Regions from separate parts of the Salmo salar genome. Here region 1 is linked to region 2. A link is a contact called in public Hi-C data. All regions are on one chromosome and are shown on one strand. The core of a region is the stretch at or near the end of the contact, and the rest is flanking DNA. Distances in the headings are between cores, read along the strand shown.

Region 1 (3,817 bases), core at 1,058-3,557, 40 kb after region 2:
ACTGCCTCCAACTCCCACTTTCTGTGTCCCCTCATGGAAGTTCCTGAGAGGAGGAGTTAGCAGGCGAGGGGAGGTGTGAGCCTAGATATGACCAGCGTTAACCTTTCCTCCAGTTTTCTTGTTGACCGAGTTCATACGGTTCTACCCCACTTATATCACAAACAGTTTCTGTTGCTGCTGCAGCCTCTATCTCTAGCCCTGCTCCTCCCTCTGCACCTCTCACTGCTTATGCTGTGCTGCTGGCACTGGGTTGCATTGTACAACCAAGCCCTACTCAGCCCTGCTGCCTGAGGTCATGCTTATGTGACTTGAAGTGGGGCACGGCCTCCCGGGTCACTCCTGACATACCGGGGCGTTTGGGTGGGAAAACTGGTTGATTGAACTACAGAGAGAATGAAGATGACCAGTTTCATTTGAATCTTTTCAGAGGTTCAGAGAATGGGGAATGTAGAAAACATTTAAACAGTCTTTTTAAAAATGTGTTAAGTGTGTGTCAGATATCTTAGATTGCAATCTAATTACATAGGCTACTGCAGTTGCAGAGTTTTTGACATACACTATAGTTTCTTTCATCATGTAAACAATTTTGATGATGCAACATTTCGGAGATGTAGGTCAGCACTCATTTGAATTTGTGACATGCAATTCTGAGAAACCATACATATAGAGGCACAGGAGGCTGCTGAGGGGAGGATGGCTCATAATAATGGTTAGAATGGAGTGAATGAAATGGTATCAAACACATGGAAACCGAGTGTTTGATGTGTTCGATACCTTTCCATTTATTCCATTCCAGCTATTAAGCCCGTCCTCCCCATTTAAGGTGCCACCAGCCGCCTGTAATGAAGAGACATGTACAATAACTGCAACAACAAAATTATATTTGGATATTTAATACCATTTCGATATTACATTAAATGTGTTGCCCATGGTTAAAACACAGCTATGCTCTTGGTGCAATGAAATGTTGAGTCCAGAGCTACGGTAAGCCTTCTCTGAAGCCATATGATGCATTGTCTTTGTTATAAGTTCATGACATATTAAATGATGTATTAGGCCTATACAACATCCTGTGATTTTGACATGATATATCCTACATACCGGTACTCTGTTTTTCCGTACCATAACAATGGGGGCCGGGGCAAAATGTTGGGCTCTATGGACAAAAACAGAGAGGCTAGGTTGTTCACAAGCTCCACCCTAGAATTCCTTTAAAGATGTTTTTTACAAGACCATATTAACCATATGGGGTTGAGTGGGGTGGGTCTAAAAACAATCTTTAACTCAAATATGACCCAACAATGTTTATAATACTATGGGGTGTTGATTTTTTCACTGTGATTTTGGATTTAGTTCAATGTTTGTTATATATTTTTATGCTTTAGGCAACCCGAGGCCTCTGAAGTTCAACATGGTCTCATGCAGTATTTGAAAACAGAAGTGTCAAAATAAATCAAACACGTGCCAAACATGTATTAGCTACATAGTAATATATCTACTAGAAGTAGCAATAAGTAGAGATGTTTTGTAACAGATATAATATGAACGTTACTAAGGTCTGATAAAATGTTCATTTTACCCCTGCTATGTTAGGTTAGATACGATGTGACAATGGTGTAGCTTGAAATGCACATCATTAAGGTGGTAAAATAGAGCATGACGTTTTACTGAATCTGAAAAGCACAACATTGTGATTTTAATAGCTGACAAACTACTCTAACTGACAAAAAACGAGAGCATTCATTGGCCAACTCTAAAAGCTTTAGATATCCTGTAAAAAATAATAAACATAAAAGTATGTCAAAAACATATGGGAGAAACTCAGGAGTCCCCTCATTCGGCACTAGTTCCGCGTTCAAAACATCTGGGAACTCGGAAAAATACTATGTCAATCAGGACGTCAGTGATCTTCAGGTCGGAAATCGGAGCTCTAGAAAGAGTCCCGAGTTGGAATTCTGACATTCTGACCGTTCAAATCGATTATTCCCAGTCGAAGCTAGTTTTTTCCGAGTTCCCAGTTGTTTTGAACGCACTGAAGTCAGAGATTTCCGAGTTCCGAGGTCCCAGTTGTAATGAACGCAGCATAAGACCTTTCACCTAGTTTTCAGACTTGCAGTTCATCGGGTTCTTTCTGACACCGATGACCCCTTTGCACGCCCACCAACAGCCACGCACCCTATTTCCTCCAATCGTCCGGCCACCATGCACTGATCACGCGTCGTCTCACCTGCTATTGGCTAAGGTCTCACACACATTTGTGTTTCATTGGTGGCATGTTGCCACCCGCCTGTGTGTTGTGAATTTTGTTTTCCTTTTTTTATCCTGATGTTTTACACAGCTGAGAGAGGACGTAGTGAAAACGAATTGAACAGCCAGTCTACTGATCGGGCGGAGTAGCACCGCTTCTTTTGTTCCATATCCGGTTGACGCTAAACTTAATTCAAATATACCTAAACAATGCCCTCACAAAAATTTTCAGAAATTGAAGTCTCGTATGGGGTAAGAAGATGTATATTTTTTTATGAATATTATTATTTCAAGTCAACATGCGTGTTATTTCATATGACTAACGTTCAGCATTCGAATAATGGGTCAATAGGATACTGTATTTGTTTGTCACTCTAGTTTATTAGTTTCACTTTTTACTTTTCACGTTACAATATTATTCAGTTGGTAATTGAGTCATGTTAGTTCAGAATTATTGAGAAAAAAACAAGATTAATTGAGACATATTTACATTTATACCATCCAATCATATTATCCAATGACTTCGCAATGATTGACTGTTGGTCCAATATCTTTAATTCAACAGTGCCCAGTTGACAGAATTGTGCAATAATGTAGCATTTGTTTTATTGACCTGTGTTAATGTTACCCAACGTCACCCTATGATAAGGTAGCCCAGTAGAGTGGTATTGTTTTGCCTAGGCGGGCTACTCTTTCACTATGTGAAACTGGTCACATTATTTGATGTTGGGAGTGGCCATACTATCACTGATAGTGTCATTGTAGACAAAGCACTTCCTGATGCAGCGTTCACACTGGGTAACATCCCCTCAGCATGCGGGTTTCGGTCTCACGTGGCTAGTGGTAGGGATACATCACTAGTTGGTCTATATTTGGCAATGGGAGGTTACTTGGCTCGTAGCTTTAGGGCAGATGGGATGTAATCTCAAAAGCCTGCTCCTTCAGCACTCTAACGGCCACACTGTGACAACCTCGCAGCAACTGGCACTTGACATTAAGCTAATGACTGGTAAGAATAGAAACATTTCAGACATTTTATTTGAGGTCATTTGGATGCTTCCCTTGGTATGCAAATGAATACATCTAGCTGTATGGTTTTGATTGGGTCTCATTTCCCAGTTATTGTTGTGATTCGTCCCTATGGTGACTCACCAGTCTTCTATTATATCATCATCAGAAAAACTTTCTTTCCTCCAGATGAATGGGGTGGTGATGGACTATTGTGGCTCCTATCTGAAGAGGAAGAGGCACTACAGTGAGCAGTCGTCCCCAGGTTGCAGTCTGGAGTACACAGACCTGGAGGCTGCAGAGGCTCTGGTCTGCATGAGCTCTTGGGGCCAACACCGCCCCAACTCCTGCAAACCCAGACCCCTTACCCCTGCCTCGGACTCCTGCGACTCCCTCTTGCCTCCGGACCCATCGGAGCCCCCCAAGGACTTTGTCTCGCTCTCCTCCCTGGTAAGAGTGTATTCTCTATGGACAGCCATAAACACCACACATCCCAAAACAACCATCACACATAAACATCTGAGTCCTAGCTTTGACTTACTGTGTAAACCAGCGTTGAGAC
Region 2 (3,957 bases), core at 762-3,261:
GAGAGAGAGAGAGGGCTCCCTTTACTTCCTGTAACCCCTGAGAGTGCTAGCTACAACCCTTGTCATGGATGCTTGTCTAAATCCAGACCCTCTCTCCCCACTTCTCTGTCCTCTTTGTGTGCCACAGGTGTTCTCCTTCCCAGGGGATCTCCAGTTACGCATGGCCTCCATCTCGGCAGAGGAATACAGCGTGTTTGACACCATGCCGGGGTAAGCCCTCCAGCCCGGCGCCTGCCCGCTGTCGCTCGCACCCTGCCATTCAGCCCCTGATAGGAGAATAACCTCATTCACTACAGTCACCTGGGGGTCAGCAGATTCCCTCAGTTTAAAAGCTACAATGCCAAACGTAATGTTATCAGGGACTCAGTGACACTACGAGGATTCGGGGTCACAATCAAGCCAATGGGAAGGGACTGATGAGGGTGGTCTTAATCAAGGGGTGACATTTGCAATGTATTTCACATGTGGAAAATATAGGTTATCAATATTTGCATACGGTATATTCATAAATACTGAAAACACATCTAGATGGTTTAGAATAAAGATAGATACCAGACAAACATCAGCTGAATACTAGATACATCACTTTTTCCATCTCTATGCCTACTCTTTCCCTAGCCTGAAATCCAGGCCTGTTTTGTGCCAAACATATGACACGGAGTACAAGGAGTGGAATGTCAGCACAAAGCAGGTCTAGATTTCAGGCTCCTCTTTCCCTAAAGGAAAATACAAATGTAGCCTACTGTGGTTTTGTCACTAATATTTATTTCCTGATTAGGAATAATTTTGAGTACACCCTGGATGCTTCCAAGTCGCTGCGTCAGAAGACAGGTGACGGTACCATGACGTACCTGAACAAGGGACAGTTCTACCCCATCAGCCTCAGGGAGATAGACAACAGCAAGCTGCAGCACCCCATCAGCAAAGTCAGGGTAAGACCACACCACCAAGCTAGTTAGTTGTTCTACAGTAGTTCATTGTCAATAACAGAAAACTTTTAGATTGGTCCTTGTCTGTAACTAAATATGTGCAGATAATTTGGCTAGGTCTCTCATGTTAACGATACATTTTTTGACAGAATAAACAGAGAAATCTTATGCTAGTTGGTAGCTATTATGCTAATAGTAGCTAATGTACTAACAAGTAGGAACTTGTTAAGTGGAATGTGTCAGTTAAGCTAGCATGATTGATGGCCCTGGGGTTGTGTGCACCATTTCAGAGTGTGGTGATGGTGGTGTTTGGAGAGGAGAAGTGCAGAGACGACCAGCTGAAGCACTGGAAGTACTGGCACTCCAGACAGCACACAGCCAAGCAGAGGTGTCTTGATATTGGTAAGAGCCTATGCTACTGGAACCTACATGGAACACTAGTCCTCACAAACTCTTGAAGGAGACGCTACACCAAGACATGAAATGCCTAATTTACGGTGCAAAGCACAAGTTAGTACAAGTTTTCAACTGTTATTATCTAAAGCGAGGAAAGACAAAAAACTAGCTAAAACATGAGTTGATTTACCCTTTAAGATTGTTCATCAACCTTAAATGTTTTATTACATCTGGGGAAATAACAGGTGCAAACTTCACATTACAAACGCTTATTAAATCAGGCCATAGTTTTTATGTCACATAAAGTCACCCGAAGTACTGCCTGAATGGTTCCGAATACATTTCATCATATTTACCTGACACTCTTCTTACCATACCATCCTGCACTGTCACGAGTCACTGTTGTTCCCTGAGTTGTTGTGCAACAGTCACCCTCCATCTCCTCCCCCGTGTCACATGCTGTCTCTGTCTCAGCTCAACTCTCATGACCTAGAAGGAGAAGAATCCAGCTAGCCAAGGAGCCAGGCAGACAGACCCACCCAACGAGCCAAAACCTCTATGCCACCTTAAGTAAATAACTTAGTATGAGATCTAGGATGAGCACGTCCCCCTTGTCCATATACTCTTATTCTAAAAGGGAAAAATGATCCTGGATCTGATTGGTTGAACCTTAACAAACCTCATTAGAACAATACACATGATTGGATGAAGGAGGGTGATAATGAGGGTGGATATGGGACAAGGCCAGTTGTCCTATTTACTTTTACTTCACTACATTCCTAAATAAATGAATGTACTTTTTACTCCATACATTTTCCCTGACACCCAAAAGTATTCGTTACATTTGGAATGCTTAGCAGGACAGAAAAATTGTCAAATTCACGCACTTATCAAGAAAACATCCCTAGTCATTCCTACTGCCTCTGATCTGGCAGACTCTCTAAACACAAATGCTTAGTTTGTAAATTATGTGTGAGTGTTGGAGTGTGCCCCTGGCTATCCGTAAATGTGCTGTCTGGTTTGTTTAGTATAAAGGATTTGAAATTATTTATACTTTTACTTTTGATACTTAAGTATATTTTAGCAATTACATTTACATTTGATACTTAAGTATATTTAAAACCAAATACTTTTAGACTTTTACTCAAGTAATATTTTACTGGGTGACTTTTGCTTGAATCGTTTTCTATTAAGGTATCTATACTTTCACTCAAGTATGACAATTGGGTACTTTTTCCACCACTGCCTATTTGTTAATGATACCTGTGTCAACTGAGCTTCATGGTGGCTCCCTGTCGGGACAATACAGCAGCTTAATTCTCTGGAGGTAGACTGATCAATCTTACTCTGCACGCACACACTGTGAAAGGAGAACTTAGTTTGGCTTGACAGAGGAAAGTGTATTGTCTCACTTGCAGTCTGACTTTGATGGAAGGACTGTGGGCGAAAGGTGACCATTGAGACAACCTGCTTGCTTTTGATTAAAAGTAGTCAGTCAGCAACGTAGAAGTGCTCTACTAAAGCAGTGTGGTTTCTGGCATAGGGGTATAGGCCTAATAAGGGACTTTGATGGGATTAGTCAGAATGTAAAGTTTGGAGACAAGCACCTCAATTTCCAAAAAATGGCATAGTGAAAACATTTTCTGAAGGATTAGACTTGGTAGTACAACAACGCAAGACTACGAGACCAATACCACGGAGCAAGCTTTTTAAGCCGCACCTTTTGAGGACAAAAAGCTTGTTTGTTTATCAAACATCTAAGATGTGGGATGGGACCTCACCAGGGTGGGAGCACATTCTCAATGGTTGTATCTAATACAAGCTACTGACCTTCACTTCATTCTTATGCAAGGCTCCTAAAACCTTTCATTCAGCCCAGTCCTAATAATGATAATAATAATACTAATAAAATAGCCTTTCACCTCTCCATACTTAGTTTCATAACTTAGCCACCGCCGCGCTTATCTTAGCACCCTCTCTTCATTGAACGTCTTCTGTCAGTGCTAACTGTACTAACAGTCCGTTATGTGTTCCATGGTTCCCAGCTGACTACAAAGAGAGCTTCAACACAATCAGCAACATTGAGGAGATCTCCTACAACGCCATCTCCTTCACCTGGGACATCAATGAGGAGGCTAAGGTGAGGTATAGGAAACATACCTTTTGGTATGAGGAATCAGAGAAAAAGGTGAAGAGAGATGGAAAGATAGTTGTAAGCCTAGTTGTTTTTCCCTAGAACACGTGATGATGCCAAGTGTTTCTGGAGGATTCGGTTCATCTGATCACAACTTCCTCATCAACATTCTGTGTAAATGTGGCTGAAGATTCTTCCAAAAATAGACTGCCTTCCCTTGCTCTGAAGGTTAGGATGTGTTTTGGCCATCACAGAAAAGGTGTCAGGTGATGCAAACCAATTTGTCAGCAAGCGATCGTCACACGCTTTGTCCTTTGTTTTCTTCTAGATGCCTATTATGGAAAGTTGTCCTTCGAGTTTTGATCGAAAAATAAAGACATTTATTGGCCCTTGGGGAGTAAGGGGAGTTTTTCCAGTGTTTTGGGTCCTTTGGTTGCTTAGAGACCATAGTGAATAGGTACATGCGTAGGTGTTTGTCTGCCGTCGAGGCCACATTCT

Evidence for each region. A called contact is a pair of places that touch in the nucleus more often than the background predicts.
Region 1: a Hi-C map of gill shows a contact between it and region 2, with 3 times the contacts expected there. The contact joins the promoter of LOC106567189 here to the enhancer-like site in region 2. A contact is called at or near these places in 3 of 3 Hi-C or Micro-C datasets (blood, gill and muscle).

What each region holds. Positions count from the first base shown.
Region 1 is chrssa01:16,671,746-16,675,562 of Ssal_v3.1, forward strand. LOC106567189 (Krueppel-like factor 11) reads left to right here and starts at 2,308. Exons shown (of 4, transcript XM_014136322.2): 1 at 2,308-2,499; 2 at 3,445-3,705. The coding sequence starts at 2,458.
Region 2 is chrssa01:16,632,235-16,636,191 of Ssal_v3.1, forward strand. LOC106567073 (grainyhead-like protein 1 homolog) reads left to right here. Exons shown (of 15, transcript XM_014135981.2): 5 at 128-210; 6 at 779-932; 7 at 1,220-1,331; 8 at 3,371-3,465. Among protein-coding and RNA genes, the nearest start is that of LOC106567073, 9.4 kb to the left of the region's middle. Within about 2 kb of position 2,012, at least 1 of the 13 cell types and tissues checked has an H3K27ac peak or open chromatin away from gene starts, as enhancers often do. A contact at or near this core is called in gill, where this site is marked.